Regions from separate parts of the Sus scrofa genome. Here region 1 is linked to region 2. A link is a contact called in public HiChIP or PLAC-seq data. All regions are on one chromosome and are shown on one strand. The core of a region is the stretch at or near the end of the contact, and the rest is flanking DNA. Distances in the headings are between cores, read along the strand shown. Region 1 overlaps PPP1R12B (protein phosphatase 1 regulatory subunit 12B). Region 2 holds the start of PPP1R12B (protein phosphatase 1 regulatory subunit 12B).

Region 1 (3,402 bases), core at 284-2,783, 78 kb before region 2:
GGAAATGAACCCTGCCTCTGCACAAACGGCCGTGACAGCTGCTGCCTGCCCTGCTCCGCCTGGCCTTCTGCAAACTGCCAGCCACTTGCCACCCCCGCCCTGCTGTCGGCCAGTCCCATCACCCCTTCCAACGACAGGACCCTGTGGGCTTCCACGGTGCTCTGGAGCAAGCCCGATCACAGCGCCACGAGGATGGAGGATGGAGATGGCCGCCCACCCAAATCCGGATCGAGAGACCGTTAGTGAGTTCAAGGAGGAGGGAAGTGGCCAAAGCAGCTGCCTCTGATGCGAGGCGTGATGTCAGACCCACCACCCGGTGCTCTGAGGGCCTGAGTATTTCCACCTGCAAAGCGGGGTGGAACCCCACTCCTTCCCAACAGCTCAAAGCAACACCTCTGGCCACGGGGAGCTTTTCAGAAAAAGAAAAGGAAAGGAACTGTTCAAGAGGGTGCCCTTCTCAAAAGTAATAAACTTTCCGAAGTCCCCCCCTTGAGCTTACTATGTAGCAAAACCATCAATTCTCTAGAACTCTATAAGCCTTGAAAAGTCGCCTGACTCCTGCGTTTAGTCTTCAGGGACTGAGGCCATTTTCACAGACTCTCCCCATCAGAGAGACTGCTGTCTACGCAGTTAATGTGCTTTCAAGCTCTCCTGCCCCCACCATCACAATGCGACTTTGGGGGAGACGGGGAAAAAATAAAGATTACCCACAGTCCCTCAGAAAAATCTAGCGTTAACCTTTCCAAGTGGACTGGGATTTGGCATCATAACATGTCTGTTCCTGTATCTGTGGTCACCTCTGTGGTCAAAAAGCTGAGTGAAGGCTGGCCCGCAGGGGAGAGCCGTGCTGGTCACTGGCCAGTGACATGCACGCACCTGCTCGTCCCCTGCCAACAAACGGACCAGAAAGGGAGCACTGTGCAGGTTCAATGGCGAGACTGCAGACGGGGCTCCTGCCTGCCAGCCTGAAGACGCATTTCCCCGATGCTAACAGCTTCCAACTGGGTCTGCAAACCTGGCCCCAGGCCGGCACAGTTTCCACCAGGAGCCAATTACACAGAAGGCTGCAGCTTCTAGAGAAGAATCAGCACCAGCACATTCTTTCAGAAGGAAAATTTAGTTTTCAAAACACGTGATTTTTTTTTTCTTTCAGCTTATGTTTGTCTAAGGGGGAAACTAAATGGCTTTAATTCTGTAAAGGCTTAAATGACATGTTTTATTTGATCAGTCATTCCCCTGCTGAAAACACTTCAGTTCACAGCTGCGAGCACAGATAGGAATCCATATGACTCGCTTCCCGCCAACCTCTCTAGCCCCCCAACGTCCAAAGTGTGCCCAGAGGAAGAGCCGTTGGCTTTCTGTGAAAACACCCAAATGAAACAATTTGATGGACACAGAAATTTGGCAAATGCTCCAAACTCTTAAACAACAACCCTGCCCCCGCCGCCCGAGAGGAGTGATCCTGTTTAGCCTTGTTTGACTCAGCGTTCCACAAACGCACTTGGCTAGAGTGCTTTTCTGCATCTGACCCTACTTCACATGAGACACTTGTGGAAATGCTACGCCGGCCTTGCCTTCTCCCAGCGCCAGGCAGTGACCTTGTCCCGGAATGTCTCGTGTTCCTTTGAAACCACCACCCTCCTGCTACTGCTTACAGTAAAACTCGGCCCCAGAAACCCTCCCTGCTGCCCTAACGAGCCGGATTCAGACTCCCTCCTCTGCACCCACAGGTCTACACCAGCCTTTATCACACCCTTGGCCACCTGTTCTCTAGCAACTGATCTGCCTGTTGGCCTTCCACAACAGACAGTTTAGGCTTTGCTTTGACCTTGTGTCCCTTACCCCTCTGGCCTGGCACGTGGTAGCCTCTCCTTAGATGGTTGGGCCCCACGAGCAGGATGCTGTGCAGATAAAACGCACACTGCACTTGCAAAATCTTCCATCTCAACCACTCCTCCCGATCCACTCACCTGTCTGCTCCCAGGGAGGCTCCGTCTTTAGTACAACTGGCCACTTCTGATCACTGCTACCGTGAAGTAAAATTTACGCGTTATGGCAAGACAAGAAAAATGTAAACACACAAAAACTGTCTCTGCCCTTTGGCCTCCACGCTCTCTTCACTGATAATCGTGTGTGTACATCTTCCATCAACCGAGCTCCCCGTCGGCAGGAACACCTGTTCAACCTCACAGAGCAGCTGCCCCAGAGACAGGACAGCCCCCTTACAGATCACACTTCTTTTCCACCTCCTAAGGGACCGCGATGATGCTGGGGTCTGGGCTGTGGAAGCTGCTGAACGTACAGCCCCGTCTCAAAAACTTACATAACTGGGCCTGGACTCCTAACAGCTCCTGGGGCTTTCTGAGATGCTGTTCCCAGGTTATAATCCTCAAATGTGACTCAAATAAAAATTTCCACTTATTTTATTTTTATTTTTGGCTGCCCCTTGGCATTTGGAGTTCCTGGACCAGGGAGCAGATCCAAGCAGCAGTTGCAACCTAAGCTGCAGATACAGCAATGCCAGATCCTTAACCCACTGTGCCGGGCCGGGGATTGAACCTGTGTCCCAGTGCTCCCAAGATGCCACCAATCCTGTTGCGCCACAGCAGAAACTCCAGTTTTCCACTTCTCTGACTCATTTTTGTCAACAAAACCAATGTAAAACCATAGTCTGAGGTTTCTGCTCTGCATTCAGACATGTTGTCACATGTTTGTCTACACCTGTGAACACTCCCTCATGGTGATTTGCTTTCTCCAGTGTTTAGACCATTCTGTGTGAGGCTGTCTCTGGTGGGGACTGTTTTACAGAAATCCCTTACATCCCAGGTTGAAGATGTGGTTCTTTTCAAGCTGGTTTTGGATTTGCTTGTGCCATGATGGCACCAGAATTTCAAGAGTACAGACCTACTTCCTATCCTAAATTCTTGGCTTGGGGTTTTTCAAACTATGTGAGTAGTAAAAATACACCATGACAGATTTTTCTGCAACAAAGACCTACTATGTTGCACAGGGAGCTAAATTCAGTTATCTTATAATAACCTGTAATGGAAAAGAATCTGAAAAAAAAAAAAAAACTAACTGAATCATTTTGCTGTACACCTGAAACTCTGTACGTCAACTTTAATTTTTAAAAAATCTAAAAATTAAAACAATCTAAATTACATTTAGAATGGATAAGCAATGAGGTCCTACTGTATATAGATAGCACAGGGAACTGTATCCAATCACTTGTGATGGACCGTGATGGAAGATAATATGAGAAAAAGAACATACATATATGTATGTCTGGGTCACTTTGCTGTACAGCATTAACTGACAGAACACTGTAAGTCAACTATAATTTTAAAAATTTTTAAATTAAAAAAAAAGATTTCCCATCATGGCTCAGTGGAAATGAATCTG
Region 2 (3,234 bases), core at 16-2,515:
GGCCGGTCGGTGGGCTCCTGCTCCGTCAGCGAACCCCGCCAGCGCCGCAGCTGCTCGGCCCGCCGCGCCCGCGCCGACTCGGCCCGCTTCCCGCCCAAGTGCTCCAGCTCTGCCATAACGCCGCTGCTCCGAGCCGCCCCGCCGCCGCCTCCGAGCGCTTCAGCCGGGAGAGGAGGGCGGAGACCCACGCGCAGCCATCTTTACTGCTCCGCCGCCGCGCCGCCCGCGCCGCCCGCACGCCCCGCGGCCTCAGCACGCAGTTGCAGCGGCGCCCCGGAGCATCACGGGACTTGTAGTAGGAGAGCCGCGCGTCCCCCACGCCCGGGCGCGCCCGCGCCTGACGGGAACTACAAGTCCCTGGACGGACCGCGAGAGAGGCGCGGTCCGGGAGCTCCCTACTTGGCCGCAGACCTGCGAGGTCACCTCCGCCCCAAGCGGGAGCTGTCCCTGGCCGGAGTCAGCCTCTGTGGGCGTGTTAAGAGTCGTGGTTCATTCTCTTTGCGACTACCAGCTAATTTTGGCTCCCTAATTAACACGTCAATCTTTTGGAGTGGAAAAGGGGTCAGTTGTTATCCCTACTTTCTGTTGCAGAAAACTGGACGGGAAGTACCCAAAACTTTCAAAACTGTGTCCTGGTTCTGAATCCAGAGTTTTATTAACTTAGAGGGCATGAACACGTAGCCCTGAAAAGCCCCTGGGAAGGATGCACGCAGGTACAGCGGAAAGAGCATTCAAATTCAGTTCTCCATACAGAAGTTCTCTGAGCCTGTTTCCTTGATTGTAAAAAGGGGGTAATGTCACCTCACAGGATGGTCCTGTGGCTCGAATAAGACGATATATGCAAGGATACCTAGTGCTATCCCTGGCTTCTATCAGCTCATAATAAATACTAATTTCCCTTCTTTCTCTCTCCTCCTCTTCTCCAGTTTTCGTGGATCTTAAATTATTGGGAGACAGAATGGATGTCATGTGTCTTAAATTATTGGGAGACAGAATGGATGTCATGTGTTCCATGATTTTTTTACCCAAAGCTACAAAAAACGTATACAGAGCAAACACAATACTGCAAGTCAACTATAGTTCAATTAAAAAAAAAAATACTATAGAGCATACAAAACTCCTAAAGCAGCAAGTAGGCCATTTTCATGTTCAAAGAGAGCTTGGTTATAAAACCTGTTAAATAGACTTAGCATTATTACAACATTGTAAATCAACTATACTTCCATAAAGCTTTACAGAAAGTTGACTTAGTAACTATATCCCTCCAGGCTTTAGCCCTGGACAAAACATAAATAATTTTTTTTCCATAATGAAAGAGATCATATACAATTATTAGGTTCTTTAAACTTTCAGTTTTTCACTAAAAAAAATGTTGCAAGGAGTTCACATTTTGACTCAGCAGAAACAAACCCGACCAGTATCCATGAAGATGTGGGTTCAATCCCTGGCATCACTCAGTGGGTTGAGGATCCTGCGTTGCTGTGGCTCTGGTGCAGGCCCGCGGCTACAGTTCGGATTAGACCCCTCCTAGTCTGGGAACCTCCATGTGCTGTTGTGTGGCCCTAGAAAAGGCAAAAAGACAAAAAAAAAAAAAGATTAGGTCATTGTGAAGGGAAACTTTATTATATTCTATCATGTGAACATTTGTCTGTGCTTCACTTTTTCCTGAGATGAGCTGAGAAGCAAATGAAAAGGGACACTTAGATATAAAATATGCTTAGTAATACTCTATCTAAATATGCTTAATTTGGAGTTTCCGTCGTGGTTCAGTGGTTAACGAATCTGACTAGGAACCATGAGGTTGCAGGTTCGATCCCTGCCCTTGCTCAGTGGGTTAACGATCCGGCGTTGCCGTGAGCTGTGGTGTAGGTCGCAGATGTGGCTGGGATCCTGAGTTGCTATGGCTCTGGCATAGGCTAGCAGCTACAGCTCCGATTAGACCCCTAGCTTGGGAAACTCCATATGCCACGGGAGCAGCCCAAGAAATGGCAAAAAGACAAAAATAAATAAATATGCTTAATTAGGTATCCTTAAATTCTTCATAAATGCTAATTAAGTTATTAGCATCTTGGTGAACTGTGAATAACAATGTATATAAAAATAAAAGATGTAATACTGTATACTTTATATAGCCATGTGTTCCTTGCATTAATTTAGTTACCACAGAACTTGTTATACTTCATCATCTACTGGAAATCTGTATGAGAGGTGTTCCCATCATGGCTCAGTGGTATCAAACCCGATTAACATCCATGAGGACAAAGGTTCCATCCACTCAGTGGTTTAAGGATCCAGTATTACCATGAGCTGTGTTGTAGGTCACAGACGTGGCTCGGATCCTGCAATGCTGTGGCTGTGGCATAGGCTGGCAGCTACAGCTCTGCTTTGACCCCTAGCCTGGGAACTTCCATATGCTGCGGGTGTGGCCCTAAAAAGGCAAAAAACAAAACAAAAACAAAAAACAAACCCAAAACACTGGTTCTTGATAATAAAATTACAAAAAAATAAAATTCTGTATGAGATTGACTTTGTAGCTTGTCAACGTGGAAACTCTTATTTCAACTCAGCCTCTTGCTGATAATTAAAATTGCCCACAAGCTCTCAAATAGAACTGTCCCTATAGGATAAAAGAAATATTGATATTAAACTAGATAGGAACCTAACCCTCTTCAGGAAACCATTATTAGCTTAAACTCTGCCAGTCTAGAAAATCAAAAAGCAAGAGAAGGGCAAGGTTTCAGCATCATGCAAATTGCAGAAACCTCAGGAAGCACATCTCTGACAGCAATCCACATGCACCATCTTAATATTATGATGCTGGTACATGACAGTTTCTCAAAAAAAAAAAAAAAAGAAAGAAAGAAAGTATGTAGAATTGGACCACATGTTTTACTTACTGATTTTCTAATAAGCATTTTTTAGCTTGGGTAAAAATTTCATGAATTAATAATGTTACTTTTTTTTTGGTCTTTTTAGGGCTGCACCTGTGGCATATGGAAGTTCCCAGGCTATGGGTCAAAGCAGAGCTGTAGCTGCCGGCCTACCCCACAGCCACAGCAACGAAGGATCCAAGCCTCATCTGCGACCTCCACCCCAGCTCAGGCAAAACCAGGTCCTCGATCCACTGAGTGAAGCCAGGGATCAAACCCATGTCCTCAAGGATACTAGTCAGGTTCCTTACTGATGAGCCACAAGGGGAACACCAATAATGTTACATTTCTCTCAGCTGTATTC

The links. HiChIP or PLAC-seq counts read pairs in DNA pulled down with a chosen protein or histone mark.
Region 1: a contact with region 2 is called in an H3K27ac HiChIP or PLAC-seq map of skeletal muscle. The contact joins the enhancer-like site here to the promoter of PPP1R12B in region 2. A contact is called at or near these places in 2 of 5 promoter capture datasets (fetal skeletal muscle and skeletal muscle), 3 of 47 Hi-C or Micro-C datasets (embryonic fibroblasts, fetal heart ventricle and heart right ventricle) and 2 of 2 datasets of contacts at active chromatin or transcription factors (alveolar macrophages and skeletal muscle).

What each region holds. Positions count from the first base shown.
Region 1 is chr10:24,539,647-24,543,048 of Sscrofa11.1, reverse strand. The region is part of intron 13 of PPP1R12B (protein phosphatase 1 regulatory subunit 12B); the gene reads right to left. Among named protein-coding and RNA genes, the nearest start is that of PPP1R12B, 77 kb to the right of the region's middle. Within about 2 kb of position 1,533, at least 7 of the 83 cell types and tissues checked have an H3K27ac peak or open chromatin away from gene starts, as enhancers often do. A contact at or near this core is called in fetal skeletal muscle and skeletal muscle, where this site is marked.
Region 2 is chr10:24,462,034-24,465,267 of Sscrofa11.1, reverse strand. PPP1R12B (protein phosphatase 1 regulatory subunit 12B) reads right to left here and starts at 1,265. Exons shown (of 25, transcript XM_021064548.1): 1 at 1-1,265. The coding sequence starts at 116.